Linked DNA regions of Danio rerio: region 1 is linked to region 2. Evidence: chromatin contacts called from public HiCAR-type data. All regions are on one chromosome and are shown on one strand. The core of a region is the stretch at or near the end of the contact, and the rest is flanking DNA. Distances in the headings are between cores, read along the strand shown. Region 1 holds the start of pigq (phosphatidylinositol glycan anchor biosynthesis, class Q). Region 2 overlaps tmc5 (transmembrane channel like 5).

Region 1 (4,869 bases), core at 2,188-4,687, 53 kb before region 2:
ATTTTGGTGGTACTTGGAGAGACAATTTTTTTCCTGAGGTGGTACTTGATGAAAAAAGTTTGAGAACCACTGTTCTATATGATTGCTTTACAATATTATATTTGTGCAGATACATTAGATTAGTCAGCACTGAAGCTAAATCTGGAGCCAATCTAACAAAATAACTTACAACATTGGTTCAAAAATTAGTAACCAAAATTTATATATTAGGGAAAATATTATTATAATAAATATTACATATTATATAAAATGTTTTTGCTATATTTTGCATGAATTTAAATGTATCTTTTAATTTCCAGAGATGTTCTGTAACGAACAGTTTATTATTGCAATAAATATATCTGTTTAATAAATCTGTTTTGTTCAAATGCACCAATATATATTACCCATTTTCACTAAAAAATAAATAAATTCATTTTAAAATGCGGTTTACTCATTTACACTGAGAACTGTATATGCATGCACATATCCTCCAAGTGCATCTCACAGACTGTAGACTAACATAATTAATTTGCATGTCCGTGTAAATCGGTGTCATTCACAATGCAGTGCTTCAGATTTATAATAAGCTATCTGACTGAATCCCCTCTCTCATGCAGAGACTCGAGGTGAAATCTGAAAAATTATTGCAACATATATACAGTCTGTAGCCATATGCAGTTGTATAGTCATAAATATATGAATATAATCCTTACCTTGTTCCTTTATGGTACAATAGCAATATGTTTGCATATACAAACAATTCAGTCTGTTTCTTTCTGCGTATCCCACTGCTTTACAGGAAAACGAAAGCGAAAGCTAGTGAACTGCTTTAATACAAAGCTACCTGGAGATGGCGTTGTAATTCTCTAATGTTTTTTTCTCTAAATTACCTTACGTTTTCATGCGTTTTTCTGAAAAATGGGGAGTAGCCTATTTAAATGTATTATATTATTTGCTGCAAGCCTGCAAAGATATACTTAACTATACATTTAGTCTCACATTTATCATCCTGTCACTTATCATTAAAGTAATTCTGACCGGTCACTTTCAGTTCGAGGTCACGTGAACTAAACCCCACAAGCCACAAATAGAAAAAGACTCGAGTGGTTTCCTTGAATAGCAGCCAGTGTTTAGAAATCCATCTACCCTTGTTTATTTATATGAAACAATTCTTATCATGGCCTCATTAAACACTTCCCTTAAGTTTGTGCAGTATTTAGTACACAATTATTTCCTCATTCCTTCTATTGATCATAAGTCTCAAACTCAATTCCTAGAGGGCCACAGCTCTGCATAGTTTTGCTCCAACCCTAATAATAGTCTCTAGTGGTCTTGAACACCGTGATTAGTTGGATCAGCTGTGCTTGATTAGGGCTGGAGCAATACTGTGCAGAGCTGCAGCCAAATCCCATTAAACATAAATATACGTTATGTAGTAAGAGTTTTTTTGTGACCTAGATTAAACGAAACCGTCTCTCGACCAAATAATAACAACAAAAACAAACGTGTTCCGTGCAAAGTCGTTGAATTATTATAAAAGGTGTGGATCATTCATCAGACACACGCACAAAAAAATCCCTAGCTTTCTCGTTGGCTTTCCTTATCACGTGACTCGCCCAGCAGTATCTTTACATGAAAACGCCACCTTTTCTGTAAGCACTGTTCATTGTAAACAGGGCAGAGGTGACTGTTGCATAATGTTGAGCCAGACATTTTGATTGAATAGGCTTTGTTTAAGCTTATAGTAGCGTATCTGGTGTCTGCATACTGTATGACTTTTTCATTTATTATTATTATTATTATTATTATTATTATTATTATTATTAAAATTATTATTATTATTATTATTATTATTATTATTATTATTATTATTATTATTATGGTCATACAATGTCATTGGAAACCAAACCCATGTTTGATACAAGTATTCTTCAAAATATATTGTTTTGTGTTCTTTAAATATAAAGAAATAAAATGCTGAAAATACATTAATGGTTTGACTGTCGATTAGTAAATCTATTTTGGAAGGCTTTTATGGAAGGGCATCCGCTGTGTAAAAACGTGCTGGATAAGTTGGCGGTTCATTCCACTGTGGCAATCCAGGATTAATAAAGGGACTAAGCCGACAAGAAAATGAATGAATGATAATACTTACTTTATTTATTCATTCATTTTCACCACAGCGGAATGAACAGCCAACTTATTCAGCATATGTTTTACACAGCGAATGCCCTTAGAGCCGCAACCCAGTACTGGGAAACACCCATACACACTCATTCATACACATACACATACACAACAGCCAAATTAGTTAATCAATTTACGTATAGCGCATGTGTTTGGACTGTGGGGGAAACCGGAGCACCCGGAGGAAACCCACGCCCAGCCAAAACTCAAACCAGTGACCTTGTTGCTGTGAAACGACAGTGCTAACCACTGATCCACTGTGTCATTATTATCATTATTTATTATTATTATTATTATTATTATTATTATTATTATTATTATTATTGTTGTTGTTGTTGTTATTATCATAGTCATACAACGTCATTGGGAACCAAACCCATGTTTGATACCACTATTCTTCAAAATATCTTCTTATGTGTCCCTCAAAAGTAAGAAAATATAATGCTGAATTTACATTTATGGTTTGACTCTCCGTTAGAAAAGCTATTTGAACGGTTAAATATTAATTTGTATCGGGCTTGATTCGACGTCTAACTTGTCGCAGTTAATTTAACTTAATTTGGATTGTGTAAAAACTTTGAAGTTTAGGCATTAGGACACAAAGAGACACCTTAATGGCTATGAGTTCAAAGCTTTTGTAAGTCTGTGATTTTTTTTATTTATTATTATCCCTTCCTGATATTATAATTTAAGACCAGTCTGTCCAACCTCCGAATCGTCAATATTTGCTATATTTTATCACTTTAAAACTCAGGGTTATATTAATGTGACTATAGCGCCATCTTCTGGTAGCCACACAATTTTTTTTACATCCTTAATTCAGGTTGATCCAAGTATGTCCAAGAATACCGGAGGGAGATGTTTTATTTTTATTTATTTATTGTTTATTAATATTTTATTCTTGCAAGAATAAGAAGACGTTTATTTCATTTGGCAAATATGGTTAACCTACAAATCACGGTTACACCTGCCTATAAAGTTATTTTTGTTGTTTTATTTTGTGTCCCAAAAATAAACATTATGATTAAATTTATTATTTTAAATAGGCAAATTAACATTTGTAAAATAATAAAGCCACAGCCTTCTCTACAGCCTTTGTTCTTCTTTTTTTTTCTTCCATCAGTTCCCTCCTAAATGTAAGTGTTATCATGTGAGAGAAGCTGTTATCAAGAAAGAAAAGCTGGTTTTGTGGGGCCCCTTTGTCTTGAATGTTAAGATAGCTAACGTTTCATTTAGGAAAAGTCTCATTTAGACACATTCACAGATCAGAGGTTCATGTAAGTACACTCTTCTACGCTTAGGTTTTATGGCTCATGTCATGCAGTCCTAACTCTGCTAAGTGCTTTAATGATCAAAAATATTATTATTTGAAAATAATCTCTGAAAAAGCATGAAAAAACAGTGCTTTTTGCCTTAAAGAATATTTCACGTTTTTTGTTAAGAAAACATACTAAATATATCCTGCTTTAAAGTGTACTTTTCATTGCATATTTGTTTCTGTAGATTTCATTATCCAATATCTGCAACATTTTATTGAATAATGTTTTGGGAAAAATTTTTAATCTTCCTTTTGCAAATTAGTACACGTTTAATTCATCATATATATACACAAACATCAAATATATACACAAATTCATGCATAAATAAAACAATAAATATATAAATATGGAAATCAATCAATAAATAAATGAATAAATACACAAATTCCTGCGTAATTTAACAAAACATGCATCTTTTGTTTTTTTTTAACAAAAAAAAATGCTCAAATAAATAAATAAATAAATGTGAATATAAATCTACAAATTCCTGCAAAAATAAAACAATTATTAAATACTCAAATAAATGTATATATAAATCTACAATTTTCTGCAAAAATAAATATATAAATAATTAATAGTGTGGTGTAAAAGAGGGGAAATCTACTTTCAGTTTAGCATTTTCTTATTTTCCCAACATCCATGTAACTTATTTAGTTATTAATCTGCCCGCACTATATTTCTTTATGCAGGAATTTGTGGGTTTTTAATATATATTTATTTGCATATTTATTTATTGTTTTATTTATGCGGAAATTTGTGGATTTATTAATTAATTCTTTTATTTATTTGTTTATTTATTTTGTATATTTATTTATTTATTTATTGTTTTTGTCGTCCATATGTATAGTAGCATATTTGGTTATTTCTTTATCTGCTACTATTGCTCATCTGATCTTTTTTTTAAATATAATGATAAATGAATGGAATCATTCATTGGGAAAATTGTTTTTGGCGGAAAAATTGCCATTCAAAACTTACTTGAACTATTTGAGTCGGAACAAAAAAATATCCATTAAGTTCACCCGGCGGAATTTTAACGACGGACTGTAAACAATATGAACGTTACGGTCCGTCTAATCCATTGAAAAACTGGTTTCCAGTTAGTTTAACAAAAGCACGTGCTGGATTATTCAATAGCATATCTATTACAATTGCCCTATGATTTCGCGTTATTTTTTGAGATAATGCCAGCGTTGATTAACGCACTTAGTAACGTTAATTTAATCGTCGCCTCCTACAGAACAACTTCTCAGAATTTCTCGACCTTCAAAATCAACAAGGTAACTTTATAAACACTTAACTAGCAATTACAGCATATAATAGCACGTCCTTGCATTTGTCAATGGTAGTGCCGTGAATAAAATCGATGAGAGTTTTGCCC
Region 2 (4,831 bases), core at 1,657-4,156:
TAAAATAGTCACCAAACATATTTAGAAAAGGAAAGATTTTTGAAAATGTAATTTAATAATTACCCCTAACATATAAGATTGGGTGTACAAATTTTTAAACAATTATTGTTGGTTATTTTGTTAGATTAGCTCCAGATGTGGCTTCAGTACTGACTGAACTAATGTATCCGCAGAAATATAATATTGTAAAGCTTCATATAGAAAATATGAATTTAAATGAGATTTGTGAGTGGTGTACTCGTATATGTTGAGCACTGTAATTGTTTTTCTATTGAAGTCAATGGTTACGTGTTTCCAACATTCTTATGTACATCTTCTGTTAAAAAACAGCTTTGGAACAAGTCAAGTGTGAGTAAATGATGGCAATTTTTGTTTTTGGGTGATCTATCCATTTAAAACACAGTCCCATAAATACAGTGGAAATGTTTGGTTTCAACCTTCTGGGTGATGGAGAAATGCTGGCATGATCAGCGTAGCTTTCCATTAGCATAGAAAACCACACTGTTATGTAGTCCGGAGCAGCATAATTAGAGGCAGAAGGCTTTCAGCGAGGCACTTCTTTCTCTGTCTGTTTCCACTATTATGTGGGATTTTCCCATGAGACCTCGCAGTGCCTCAGATGAGCTGTTTAGCAGATGCAGCATCCTGCCGTTCTGAGGATGGGAAGTACTTTCAACAAGCTTTTCAAAATGGCAGCGATTTCTGCTCTACTTTGCTCTCCTTAGCTGTTTTCATGAAGAAGCAGAATATGTTATCCTACTTTATATTAACATTATCTTTATATCATATTATCTTTACCTTTCAACATTATATTTATATATGAATCAAATTTTGGCAGTCAAGATATCTGTTCTGTCAGTATTTATAATTTAACATGGGAGTTTTATTTCAAATTATTATTTTGAACATTAATAAACCCATAAAAATTATAAACAGAAAACAGTTATTTTAAATGTTTGTCGTAATAATAGCTAACAAGTACTGCTTTTTTTTTTTACTTTGCTTAATGAAATGAATAACAATCACCGACATTGTTTTGTTATATATTATATTATATTAATTATTATATTATATTATATTATATTATATTATATTATATTATATTATATTATATTATATTATATTATATTATATTATATTATTACTGATAAAAATTAATTGTTAAAACTGGTAAACTGGTAAAAATTTATTGCGATTAATCACATCTGAAATAAAAGTTTGTTTTATCATAAGAAATATATAAATATGTATATGTGTGTGTGTATATATATATATATATATATATATATATATATATATATATATATATATATATATATATATATATATATATATATATATATACATACACACACTCACATACATATACAAAACATATATATTTAAAATTATAGATATTTTGTATCATATACAAATATATTATAGCTAAATATAAATACACGTTTTCTCAAATATATGCATGCATGTGTGTAATTATGTATGGAAAATAAATATACACAATACGCACACGTTTATTATGTCAACACAAACTATTAATTTGGATAAGTTTAATCAAGACAAATTTTTGTTCAGCACTGTTTATTATATTATATTATATTATATTATATTATATTATATTATATTATATTATAGGCAAGTTTATTTATATAGCACATTTAGATATTTGGATATAGCACAAGAAAAAAAAGAATTAAAAATTATTAAAACCAGATTAAATATATTATTATATTATATTATATTATATTATATTATATTATATTATATTATATTATATTATATTATATTATAATATATTATATTATGAAACATATTTTATTTGCTTTGACTGGTTACAGGCTTTGTTCCTGAATATTGAGAGATGAGAACTTCCTGTAAACCATAGTAAGAAGTAGAGAGTTCATTATTAATTGAAACAGTTGCACCTGTTTGTAAATATGGTTGTCAGTCTCAAACACAGACTGTAAAAAAGCCTTGCTAACAGCACCAAGCTGTTCACATAGTTTTTTTAGCTAAACGTACCAAACGAGGTTTTCCCCCTTGTATATCACTTTCTAATACCGATAACTAACATTCCCATGTCAAGCTTCCCATGTGAATCTCATCATTTGCATTTGCCTCTGTCAGAAAAGAGATGCAGGCAGGCAGCGTGTTAACATCTGCTGAGGGAATGTTGAATAATTTAAAACATTCTCATTACTTTTGTAAAGAGAATAAAAAATGATCCGAGCGTGCAGATGCACCGAGGCAGCTACTGTTGAATCCCCAGAGTACCATTTGCTTATTTTTTTGTTGTTTTTATGGTTTATGGTAATGCTTCAGCCTCCAGGTTGTTTCAATCGTTTTTGTCTTTTAACTGAAATGTGTGTGTGTGTGTTTTGTCTTTTGTGTCTTTCCAGTATTCAGTCTGCAGGACTTGTGCTGCCGTGCCATTGTTTCCTGCACCCCTGTGCACCTAATCGATAAGCTGCCACTTCCTGTGGCCATCAAGAGCCATTTGAAGTCATTCTCCATGGCGAACGGCATGAATGCTGTCATGATGCACGGCCGCTCGTATTCGCTGGCCAATGCCGCCGGAGGCAGCAAAGGTAACAGTCTTAAACGCTCCAAATCCATCCGGCCGCCACAAAGTCCACCACAGAACTGCACCAGGAACAACTGTAAGATCTCCTAGCCTCCAGGCACAGGGACGGGCCGCCCCCCCTCCCTTCACTTATATAACACTCAGGTGCACGCGGACAAACACACAAGGAAAGCGACACAGGGCTGGGTCGATGACGCAACACGGGTGTGGCACCTCTCAACACGGGGAAAGCAGCAAGTGAAAGAGCACTTCCTGCTGCTACTAAGAGCCACATTACTCCCTCACCTTGCTGCAGTACACCATTTATCACTCATGCGGTGACCACCTACAGCATGTTTCCTGCCACGCTAGCGCCCTCTGCTGGAGAATCCATGCAGATCAAACCCTGCAGTGGCTGCTGAGAGGCTGCGATTTTGAAGTTGCTTTATGGGCTTTTTCCGCTTTGGTTGTGTTATTTGCTCATACTCCTAATCCTCAGTGCTCTGCATATGGTGTTTTTTTTTTGTTCTTTACAGGGGTTCTGTTTTCCCTGTAGAAAAGCTGAAGTACCTCGAACGGTCACATGGTCTTGCATGCATACCTACAGTGAGAGGGCTGAGGCCATTTGTAGTGCTTACATTTGAACTGATGTATTAAAAAATGTGATTTGCACTGCGAATTGGTCGTGTCTGAATTTGATGGTCATTTGCACAGTGACTTAATCACCAGAGAGAATGTGGACTGCGGGAGCACTAGGCACAAACATTTCCATGGCACCTTTTATTCGCCTTCTTTCCATTATGAAGATCCAGCAAACTTTGATGAATTGTTCCTCATTGGGTCAGAAACCAAGGATCGCAGGAAATTTCTCCTCAGGGGACAGTATTGGCAAAGGGTTTTTAGTCTGTTTTTAGTTTATTTTTTACTCTCAGCTCCTTTCCTTCTCTGACTTGCATTTCCCGCATGTCTGTTTTGGGGTTATTTGTTATATTTCCAATCTTATAACCCTACACTGTAATTACCTCACCACTCACGTTCAGACTTCAAGCCTTGCAGCCTGATTTTCTCCTTCATATCTCCTGCATTTCAGTTCTCTCCTGATATATTTTCAGCACAATTTTCAGCAGTCTCTGGCTAAAATGCTCCGTGATTTAATCACACATGTGTTCTACCAGTTTTCAGTGTTGTAGCATGAGTTCAAAAGTCAGGTCTTAGCTCGAAGCCCTTTCAATCTGCACACGCAGCATGACTTCTCTATAGATGTATGTCAGAATGAAGGATAATAAACCCGCTCAAGCTTGCTCCTAAATATCAAGCACAATAGAAACGTCATAGCGCTCCTTTTAGATCTCGAACGTGTCAGAAGCGTCTGCTTGTTTCTTTCGGATCTGATGAGCTGTGCTTGTTGAATTATGGATGCTTTTCAGTTGATCAAATCCCCCTCTTTTTCTCTTTGCTTCTCCCACCCCCTTCATCTCAGGGACGAGCCCCGGCCTCCAGCTACAAGAGCTGCCCAATGAAGCCTGTTTAAACCCGGCTGAGCGACGGCTGCCAGCAGGGGGCCTTTAAACTTCCCTTAGAGGGCCTTAAGCTCTTGGTGTTTGACCTATAAGCTATTCGCTCCAGGGCTTTTGCAGTCGCTATAGCTGATAGAATGAACCTGGCACATGTTCGGTGGTGCATTTAGAGCAGTTGTGCATAATAGTGTCCATCTGTTGGGTGACTTAAATACTAAAGGGTCCACAGAAGGTGTTTTGGTTCCCCTGTTTTAATAATCCTGAAAGGCTGTGGTTATAGAAATACTACAAAGAAGTGTTTTGTTCCTTTTCTTGAGCATCTTCAGAATCTTGAGTAGGTATTAGTTTTGAGCCTCTCACCTGAGAGCACAAGTTGTTCTCTGTAATATCGTTGCACGTCATACAGTGCAAAGAAACTCTGTGACTTAGTTAGAACGTTCCATTTCAACCTCTCTTTTTTGGTATTGTAAAGTGTTTTCTTCTTTGTAATCGAAGCCTCTGTTTTAAAAACACGCTCATGGTTTTTGCGTGTGATGGTTGACAGTATGATGGGACCCTCTTGGTGTTGCCAAATGGGCGGTTTTGAAAGGTGTGAATGGGATAAAGGGAAATGTGATTTGGTGGAGCAGTAGGAACACAATTGTAAACACTATTTTCTGTTGGTTGAAGCTAAAAGCTGCTGAATAACTTGCCTAATTATTGGACATTCTTTAAACAACGACAACGGGGGGAACATAAGAACTTTTTTTAAATT

Evidence for each region. HiCAR-type assays count read pairs that join an accessible place to other places.
Region 1: a contact with region 2 is called in a HiCAR-type map of caudal fin, with 4 times the contacts expected there. The contact joins the promoter of pigq here to the enhancer-like site in region 2. A contact is called at or near these places in 8 of 18 Hi-C or Micro-C datasets (caudal fin, embryo, fibroblasts and 4 more) and 2 of 4 datasets of contacts at active chromatin or transcription factors (caudal fin and embryo).

Annotation. Positions count from the first base shown.
Region 1 is chr3:25,545,644-25,550,512 of GRCz12tu, reverse strand. It overlaps pigq (phosphatidylinositol glycan anchor biosynthesis, class Q), which reads left to right and starts at 3,437. Exons shown (of 11, transcript NM_199429.1): 1 at 3,437-3,446. It also overlaps a transcript of socs1a not described here.
Region 2 is chr3:25,491,811-25,496,641 of GRCz12tu, reverse strand. It overlaps tmc5 (transmembrane channel like 5), which reads right to left. Exons shown (of 18, transcript XM_005163920.5): 18 at 3,073-4,831. It overlaps rab40c (RAB40c, member RAS oncogene family), which reads left to right. Exons shown (of 6, transcript NM_001040348.1): 6 at 2,397-4,831. The coding sequence ends at 2,671. Among named protein-coding and RNA genes, the nearest start is that of tmc5, 20 kb to the right of the region's middle. Within about 2 kb of position 2,906, at least 9 of the 62 cell types and tissues checked have an H3K27ac peak or open chromatin away from gene starts, as enhancers often do. A contact at or near this core is called in caudal fin, where this site is marked.